Regions from separate parts of the Hordeum vulgare genome. Here region 1 is linked to region 2. The links are chromatin contacts, called in public Hi-C maps. All regions are on one chromosome and are shown on one strand. The core of a region is the stretch at or near the end of the contact, and the rest is flanking DNA. Distances in the headings are between cores, read along the strand shown.

Region 1 (4,802 bases), core at 1,377-3,876, 440 kb after region 2:
GTACTCAGCAAGACTTACATTAGAACTATCTACATATGCATCATTATCAACAAGGGGGCTTGTGGAGTTTATTGCAGCAAGCCATCCTTGACTCTTGGCTAACATGTACTACGGCTACGAGTACTTTCTTTGAGGTGAGCGAGAGCACACGGGGCGACATGATAACCAAATGAATACACCACTATGGATCCTCTCCCGTCCCCCTACGAGAAGGTCATCCATAACAGTCACACTTATCTTGCGCATTTTTAGAGTATCCATTTCAAGTTGTCTATGCACCACATAAGTTTTCCAAGTAGTCCATATCCGAGGACGCGGCTATTCGAACAGATTAGTTCACCCTGCAATGGTATACTTCTTCACACACGCTCTCACCACTTATCACCATATGCACGTCATGCATCTCGGCACCCTTCAAGCAGAAGCACTGGCGTGGGTGTCGGCCACGTCCGTTAACTACACAAGACCCTAGTCCAAGTTTATTGCCTATTTGAGACTGAACCTGCAAGGAAATCTGGCCGAAGTTTCGTCTACAGCCTCAAATGATGTGTGCAGGGTTCCAGAAGCCCACCATTCGGGTGCCACTTGGTACACCGTGCCACTGTACATATACGGTACTAAAGCCCACCACATTGAGAAACGCTAAACACTGTCGCCGTCACTTTTCCTACAAACACCAGAAACTAGTTGCAACTCCTGGACAGAGATCAAGGCGATTAATAAGCCAAGAGCCCACCCAAGGATCCCAATGTGTGGTAGTATCTTGTATTGGATAGCATACACAAAACCCAGTTCTTAAGGACGGTCTCAATGAGACAACCCGCCATGTACTCCTACATGACCTATCATCGCTACCTTTACCGATTCGGATTCACACACTTAGCTCTCACGTAGCAGGACATGTTTAGAACCATTCCATTTCATCGCCGAGATGGATCAGACCCGACACAGCTCTAACAATAGCACACACAGTAAGCAAGCATGCATGAGTAGGCACAACAAGGCTCAAGCAGTTCCTACTAATGCTAAGTGGTTTCAACTATTCACAGTGGCAAAGACAGGTCATGCAAAGGATAGTTCAACTATCGGGAATAGGTAATAGTTGAATCATTATTGTCATAATGTAGTAAAAGAGAGCGGGAGTGAGGGAGTGGGTTTGTATCGGTATGCTCAAGGGGTGGTTGTTTGCCTAACAGTTCTCAAGATAATACTTCTCTTCATCAGTGTCAACGATCACAACGTCGGAACCATCGTCTACCAAGAAGGAACAACCCCGACAAACAAAGAAGGAACAACATTCAATACAATGCAACAAACAAGATGTACAATATGGCATGTTAAGGTGCTGAATTGATCTAATGCAACAATTGTCTAAGTTAATTGAAGTGGAATTTTAACCTAGTTCAAATTCCAACTGCAAATGTTATTTCACGAATTTCCCTAATCAAGAAATGTCCTAATTGGTGATGTTAACTTGCTCGAACTTGCATGATAATGATACAGATGGATTCTTTGGATTTTTTTTATTAATTTTCATATATAAACTATTTTCATCCGACTTATATATTATTTACAATGAATTTTACAAGTTTAATACAGTTTGTGAAATTTATAAATCTTTTCCGATTTATTTAAATTTCCAGAAAGCATTATTGTGTCACCAACTCACCATAACGTTAGATTGATGTCCGCAAGTCAACTGACATCGTTCAATCAAACCTGACATGTGGGTCCCATGTGTCATACACACTTATAATTAACAAAGTTTAATTAACTCACTAACTAAACAAATGAGCAGCGGGCCCCATCTGTCATTGGCTAGGGTGGTTAATTAGTGACAACATTAGCTGCTAATGATGTTTCCACATCACAAGCGCCGGCGGTTAGTCGCTGGTGACAATAGCTGACGCCACAGGAGCTCGGATCAAGCTGTAGGCGTCGGTTTGCAGCACCGTTTGCGGCTACAAGTAGCTTGGGTCGAGCTCTATCGATTAGAGGAGGATACGGACCCAATGGTCGCCGGAATAGTAGATGGCGGTGGATTTTGCGGCGGCTGCATCTCAGACTTGTCAGGTACATGGAATGCAGTCCGCAGGCGAGCAAATGAAGCGGCTCGACGACCTCCTGGAGGCACTAGGAGCACTAGAGCAACATTTTGCAAGCCAGGGGAGCACAGAAGCTCGCATTCATCGGTCATGGCGGCCAGCGGCGCTCGGGCTCGTGGGGTTGCTTGCTATATGGCATGCGCAGTCAGGGAAACAGAGGTGTTGACTCGGTTGCTCACCAATGGGCCAGCAGGGCATCTCAGTGGCTCGGGGAGGCTCTTGCGGTGGAGAATCGAAGACGAAGATCTATCGGAGCAGAGGAAGAAGATGGTGGGGATGGTGGCGAAGCAATGCTTCCTAGCTCGTGGGCACTATCTGTAACACGTAGCCTAGCTTTGCGAATCTTCTGGACATGCCAACATGTCAAAGAGGTTCCGATGGCCCCGGGGACGACGGCAGCGTGCACTGACTGCTTTGGGGCGAGCACATAATAGATAGGGGGAGGCGAGGGAGAGAGCAGTGAGAGAGGGGGCAAGTGAGAGGAAGTCATTCTCATCTCCTAGATGAGGTGGTCGACTCGGGGAGGGTTATGCCACCGTGAAAGACGAAGCAGAGGGCTGGGTGGGAAATCCCTATTCGCCGCACTCTACGTCTAAATGTCGAGGCTTCGCACACGGGCTCCCACCTGGTAATGGGCCGGTCCATTTACATGCCAACAACTCCGGTTTTGGAAACCTTTTAGAGATTTTCACCCAATTTTTTCGGTTTTGAAAACTTTCTATATGATTTCCTGAACCGGTTTTTCCTTTTTCTTTATTTTTTGTTTCTTTTTTTCTATTTCTGATTAAAAATGTTCTGGATTTTTAAAAATGTTCCGAAATTTGAAAAAATGTTTCGGAATTTGATAAATGTTCCGAAATTTGAAAAATGTTCAGGATTTAAAAAAAACGGTCCAGAATTCGAAAAAAAATCCGGATATGAAAAAATGTTTTGGAATTTCAAAAAATGTTCCAAAATTTTAAAAAATGTTATGATATTTTGATTAAAATGTTTCTAAATTTTCAAAAAAAATGTTCCAAAATTTTAAAAAATGTTCCGGAATTTGAAAAAATGTTTCGGAATTTGAAAAATGTTCCAGAATTTTAAAAAATGTTTGAGAATTTAAAAAATGTTGAGGAATTTTAAAAAATGTTTCAGAATTCAAAAAAATGTTCCGGATTTGAAAAAATGTTCTGAAATTTAAAAAATGTTCCAAATTTTGAAAAAATGTTCTGATTTTTTTTTAAAAGTATTATGATATTCTTACTGAAATGTTTCAGATTTTTCAGCTGGTGGTCGCTAACTTTTTCTCTGGTCTCCACATTAGCTACTCGTGGCTATCTTGGGCCGGCCGAGTCTGTGCGTCCGCTCGGCAGTTGCCGCAACGAGCGGCGCATAGGAGGTCCCGGCTGGGTGTGCACGTGTCGACACACGCTTGTCTACTGGCCGGGGGTGGATAAAGACCGGTTCGCCCCTCGTGGGCTGGGCCACTAGGTAATCCACGTAGTCTTTCGCCCTTTTCCTAATTGTGTTTTATTTTCTATAGCAAAAGGGGGCATGCGTTGCAACGGGAGAAAGAAATACCACACAGCACACGCTCTTAATTTATAAAAAAATGTCTATAATTTGAGAATTTATAGTTACGATACAAATAAAGATGGTCTTATCATACAAAAATGCAGTTCAAAATTTCACAAGTCTTCTATTTTAACACGGCTTGCATGTAGATTTAATACGTACAAAGAATCAGTCAAGTGACCTTCAGTTTCATCTCTAATCCTGATTTTGTTGACGTGTTCATTCCCAACCCGGATGAGTATCAGTATGAAAGAAAGACGAATAATGACTTATTCATTAAGATTGCACCCTAAATAGTATTTTTATTAAACGTTTAACAAATAAAATAATATCATATTTAAATTCTACATATTTTTCTAATCAAATTCCATGTATAATATGTTAAATTTGGAGTTACGGTTTAAAAGATATGAGTTTTAAAAAAATATTTAATATATACTACGAGTTTAATGTCATAAACAGTAAGGGCTTTTTTGTAAAATCACCTCGGTGGGTTTTCCGACGGAAGCGATAGCCTCTTTATTATTAGGTAAATATTTTGAAAATATGTTTGAATTTGGTTGCTAAATCAAATTATTCATAAACTACTGAAAAAATTACGTGCCCTCTTGAAATATATTCACTGTCACTCATCAAGTTTCAGAATATTTGGAGCTTCCAAATATTTATAGTATTTTGAAACCCAAACTCAAATACATATATGAGTTAAATGAAAATCCAAAATAGCAAGGAAAAATGTACATCACCTCAAATCATGGACATTTATGTATATCAATTTGGCTCGGTAAAATATTTTAGGTTCAACCTAATTTCAATTTTTATTGGGTGTTATGGTTTGGTCATCCCCATTTCAAATTCATTTAGAATTTAAACATGATGACATGAAAGCCAATGTAGTTAAAGCAAGAAATCAATTAGGCCTCTGACAAAGCTAATCTTCGATAGGCAAGGCCTTCCCTTATATTCTGGCAATTATGCAGTATAGTCCAAGATATATCCCCTTCTCTTTGATACTGATGCATATTTAACATAGATATAATGTAAGTATTATGAATACTTTTGATGAGTACTCACAGTTGTTTTGCTCACATCTTTCCCTTTAATACAATTGTTGCGACCAGTTGACGGAGCCTAGGAGCT
Region 2 (4,587 bases), core at 914-3,413:
AGAGTATATTCAAGAAGATGAGCTAGTCGAGGTTACACCTGAGAGCATCCGCATGTCCAAGAACCCAAAAATTTCGAAGAAGAACAACAAGAACTAGGCCTCCTGGAAGGATAACCAATATACGCTATTGGATCATTTCATTCTGCAACCATGGGTTTCCGATAGAAAACCTGGCTGTTGCTTCGGCTTGTTTGATAGTGACCAGTATATGACGAGAGATACCATGAGTCAGTCAGCAAGCTATTTTTGGTGGCCTACACTGTTGAGATTAGGATTATACTCAAAATTTTGCAATGAAGCCGTTATAGTAATCAAACTCAGATGTTACATATCCGTAACTCACGGACTAGTTGCTCTACATTCTTGCAGTACAGCTGTTACTGATACCTATACTACGCGTCTGCACGTACGCTTGTCTAGGGGCCAGTTCTTTTGCTGGCTTATTCTAAAACTTGATTAATAGGCTTCTAAAAAAATATTCCAGCTGTTACAATTTTTTTAAAGTCTATTATTTAAGGCTTGACTAGTAGGCTTCTAAAAAAAATATTTTGGTTTATTCTAGAAGCTTAAAAAAGCCATAAAAAAACTGACCCTAAGCGTGTGGTGGCAAGCTCGCGCGTTGGATCTTTTAGGACGGGTGTGACCTATCGGGTTAAATAAGCGTCAGAATATATTCTCTGCACTTACAGTGTGCAACATATGTCAGGCCTTGACCACAAGACCCCACCTGGCGGGAAGGCGACCGGCGCACGGGTGGGCTGAGCACGCAAGGCCAACCCGCGTTACTTCGGTCCACAGTGGGCGCGTCCGACCTGTGACGGAGATATAGCCCTAGAGTAGGGTCATAGACCTGACCTATACGTCCTATCCGAAGGCACCTCATTATTAGTTTAAGGATTACAAGGGAAATTCCTACTGGATCGCGACAACATCTAATCCACTCGATACGGATCCATTCAAACAAGTACATTCCATCCACTCGGATGACAGTCAACCACTCGACCGTATGACTCACTCGGGTATGCAAATACCAACAGTCGGCAAGGCAGTCGAAGCATAGAGGAGGTTCTGTAGTGGGCTGACATTATGACATAATGCCTCATCTTGTAACATAAGAGGTGAGGGGGTGGCGCATTCTATATAAGCCACCCTCCTCCACATAGCTAGGACCAGCTTCTTCTCCGCCTGCGGGCTCATTCTTTCTCTGGAGCTCTGGCTCTCTCTATACCATGTAACTCATGTCCATGACAGATAAAACTAAGCCTCTCCGGAGCACGAGACGTAGGGTTGTTATCTCCACCGTGAGAGGCATGAACTCGCTAAACCACCGTGTCACCCATTTGCATCCCGATAGATCATGCTCCTTTATCCTACCCCATTTCTATTGTCGAAATCGTTACCACGACAGTTGACGCCCACCGTGGGGCATGGTGTTTATCGAGCCATGATGCAAATGGTATTTTCTTCAATCTTCACTAACCCAAGCTGTTCTAGGATGATCTCCCGAAGATCAAACAATCATCATCAAATATTAGACTATGGGAGTCCCGGCCATCACACATGTTAGAGTTGTGTCGAATATTGTGTACAAGGTATGTTACAGTTGGACTTGTAGTTGTATTGTGTTTAGATAGGATATGGAGTCGTGTCCAAACATGACAACTTATATCCTAGGCCCCTCATATATAGCGGGGGTAGACACACGATGTAACATATGCCAACATAATAGCACAGGTGTGCATGGGGAGCCGGCGGCGTGTGTCGGTACCCAAGGCGCCCAGGGTGCGGTGTTGTGACGGTGTCACGGGGAGGAGCGCCCGTAGTCATGACTCGGGAATGTAGCCATATCGGTGAACCTCGTTAATAAATCTTGGTGTCGTGCTCGTGTGATTGCCTGGTCCTCGGATGATTGACGGAGTGCCTCGGTTTTATTCTAACAAGTGGTATCATGAGCAAGGTTACGAAGAGGCGACAGACTGTTGATTTAGAGGATGGAAGGCAATCAGAAGCGGTGGCTGCAGCCTGCAGGTCTTGAGCATCCAGGAGATTTCGCCGAGATCGGATGCGGCGGCGGTGCAACGTTCGTACAGTTGGTGTCCTCGATGCATAGCGAGCGAGCGGCCTGTGGCGCTGTGTGGGCTGGCCCTGGCGGGGTTTGGCTGATGCAGGAAAGCTGCTCGTTCGTGGCAAGTCTGGCCGAACGCGCGTTGCGACGAGGGGCAAGGTGGACAGAGCCGTGGAAGCTGTAGACGACATTTGTTTTGGATAAAAGGAGGACTGAGTCCTGGTGCGACACGGACAGAGGCAGTCAGATCGAATCGAGCGAACAGAAAATCAGCATGGGTACCGAACCATCAAGGAGAGCAGGGCAAAGCAAAGCTAGCATTGGTCCGTGCCTAGCAGGCAAAATATTGAAGCAACAGTCGAGAAGGTTTTTTTGGCAAAGCATCAAGTGCTAGTACAGGAGCTCTCGTGAGTAGCAAAATTCAATCAATCTTTGATCTGGTGTTTCTGCTGCTTGCACACGAGAAGTGTACCAGGGAAGTTTGTGCTTTGCTATGTGCACATGGATTGCAGGGCATCATTTGAAGCTTGGATATAATTCTTTCAAAGGGTCGGTCCTACAAAGAATCATGGTGCCAACGGGTACCAGGTTTGAGGTGAAGAAGTTTGACGAAACTAAAAACCTTGGGTTATGACAGACAATGATGAAAGATTGTTGGCGCGACAAAGATGCTTGAAGGCGTTGCAGTAAGTCATGTCAGCTAAGATGGAATTATCATGTGATGGATGGAAATTCGTGGAAGATAATTTGCGAGCCTGGAGTGTGTCATCCAGTTGGACGATATCGGCTGTGTCAGACCAGAGTCTGACGGATCGACGCAAGTCGGTTGGTACAGAAGACGGTGGTGGGATTGGCGACGGCGACGTAGGAGCATGATGCTGATGGTGACCGACTTCTGGGCGTGGAAACACGTGGTGCATGCCTGGTGGCTTGTGCGGCTTCAACAAGACTATGGCGCGGGGTTGATTCAAGGTGGTGTACACACGGATCTTGAAGTCGACGGGGCGCATGGGTGGATTGATCATCTACCATGGAGTCATGTTGAAGGTGGATATGGAGTCTGGAGGACTTCACTCACGGAAAAGCGAGTGACACGTGGTTTGGACTGGAGCTCGGTGGTCTGATGGAAACGTGATACTCGTCATCGGTCGGTGATGATCGGTGGTACTCTGCACTAGGGGTTGCGTGGTGTGGGTTCGCGACCCTTGAGACTCGACCGGGACAGCGGAGGCTCGACGCGATAGTAGCGGCGAGGCGTGCGGTACGCACGGGACATGGAGACGGGCTAGGGCTCTGGTGGTCATACATGTGGTGAGACAACTGCGAATTTGACTCGGGGTGACTACAAGCAATGGTGAAATTCCTTCAAGTTTCAGACGGGCGGTCAAGGAAGAGCGGTGATGTTGATTTCAGGTAACTCTTATGTGCGACACCCAATATGAGTTGTTCACTTTCACGCAGGTCAGTGATCGGTGTGTGATGGTGTTGGATACTCTGGAAGTTGGGAGCGCAACTAGAGTAATGTGGAGCTTAATCTCGTTCGAGCGTTGACTATGGTCAGGAAAAGAAGGAACTACAAGTTGCAGGTGGAGTCACATGGAGTCTTTGTAGTAGCAACGGTGCTCATGGGACAAGTTTAAGTCCAATGTGTTGGAAATATGCCCTAGAGGCAATAATAAATTAGTTATTATTATATTTCTTTGTTCATGATAATCGTTTATTATCCATGCTATAATTGTATTGATTGGAAACACAATACTTGTGTGGATACATAGACAAAACACTGTCCCTAGTAAGCCTCTAGTTGACTGGCTCGTTGATCAAAGATGGTCAAGGTTTCCTGGCCATAGGCAAGTGTTGTCACTTGATAACGGGATCACATCATTAGGAGAATCATGTGATGGACTAGACCCAAACTAATAGACGTAGCATGTTGATCGTGTCATTTTGTTGCTACTGTTTTCTGCGTGTCAAGTATTTATTCCTATGATCATGAGATCATATAACTCACTGACACCGGAGGAATGCTTTGTGTGTATCAAACGTCGCAACGTAACTGGGTGACTATAAAGATGCTCTACAGGTATCTCCGAAGGTGTTAGTTGAGTTAGTATGGATCAAGACTGGGATTTGTCACTCCGTGTGACGGAGAGGTATCTCGGGGCCCACTCGGTAATACAACATCACACACAAGCCTTGCAAGCAATGTGACTTAGTGTAAGTTGCGGGATCTTGTATTACGGAACGAGTAAAGAGACTTGCCGGTAAACGAGATTGAAATAGGTATGCGGATACTAACGATCGAATCTCGGGCAAGTAACATACGGAAGGACAAAGGGAATGACATACGGGATTATATGAATCCTTGGCATTGAGGTTCAAACGATAAGATCTTCGTAGAATATGTAGGATCCAATATGGGCATCCAGGTCCCGCTATTGGATATTGACCGAGGAGTCTCTCGGGTCATGTCTACATAGTTCTCGAACCCGCAGGGTCTGCACACTTAAGGTTCGACGTTG

What was found. Hi-C and Micro-C count contacts between places; a contact is called where the count stands out from the background.
Region 1: a contact with region 2 is called in a Hi-C map of leaf, with 6 times the contacts expected there. The contact joins two enhancer-like sites. A contact is called at or near these places in 2 of 6 Hi-C or Micro-C datasets (leaf and seedling).

The regions. Positions count from the first base shown.
Region 1 is chr6H:300,397,890-300,402,691 of MorexV3_pseudomolecules_assembly, forward strand. No RefSeq gene overlaps it. Among protein-coding and RNA genes, the nearest start is that of LOC123406098, 260 kb to the left of the region's middle. Within about 2 kb of position 2,627, at least 3 of the 3 cell types and tissues checked have open chromatin away from gene starts, as enhancers often do. A contact at or near this core is called in leaf and seedling, where this site is marked.
Region 2 is chr6H:299,955,293-299,959,879 of MorexV3_pseudomolecules_assembly, forward strand. It overlaps LOC123401218 (putative elongation factor TypA-like SVR3, chloroplastic), which reads left to right. Exons shown (of 14, transcript XM_045094957.1): 14 at 1-338. The coding sequence ends at 97. Among protein-coding and RNA genes, the nearest start is that of LOC123401218, 39 kb to the left of the region's middle. Within about 2 kb of position 2,164, at least 2 of the 3 cell types and tissues checked have open chromatin away from gene starts, as enhancers often do. A contact at or near this core is called in leaf and seedling, where this site is marked.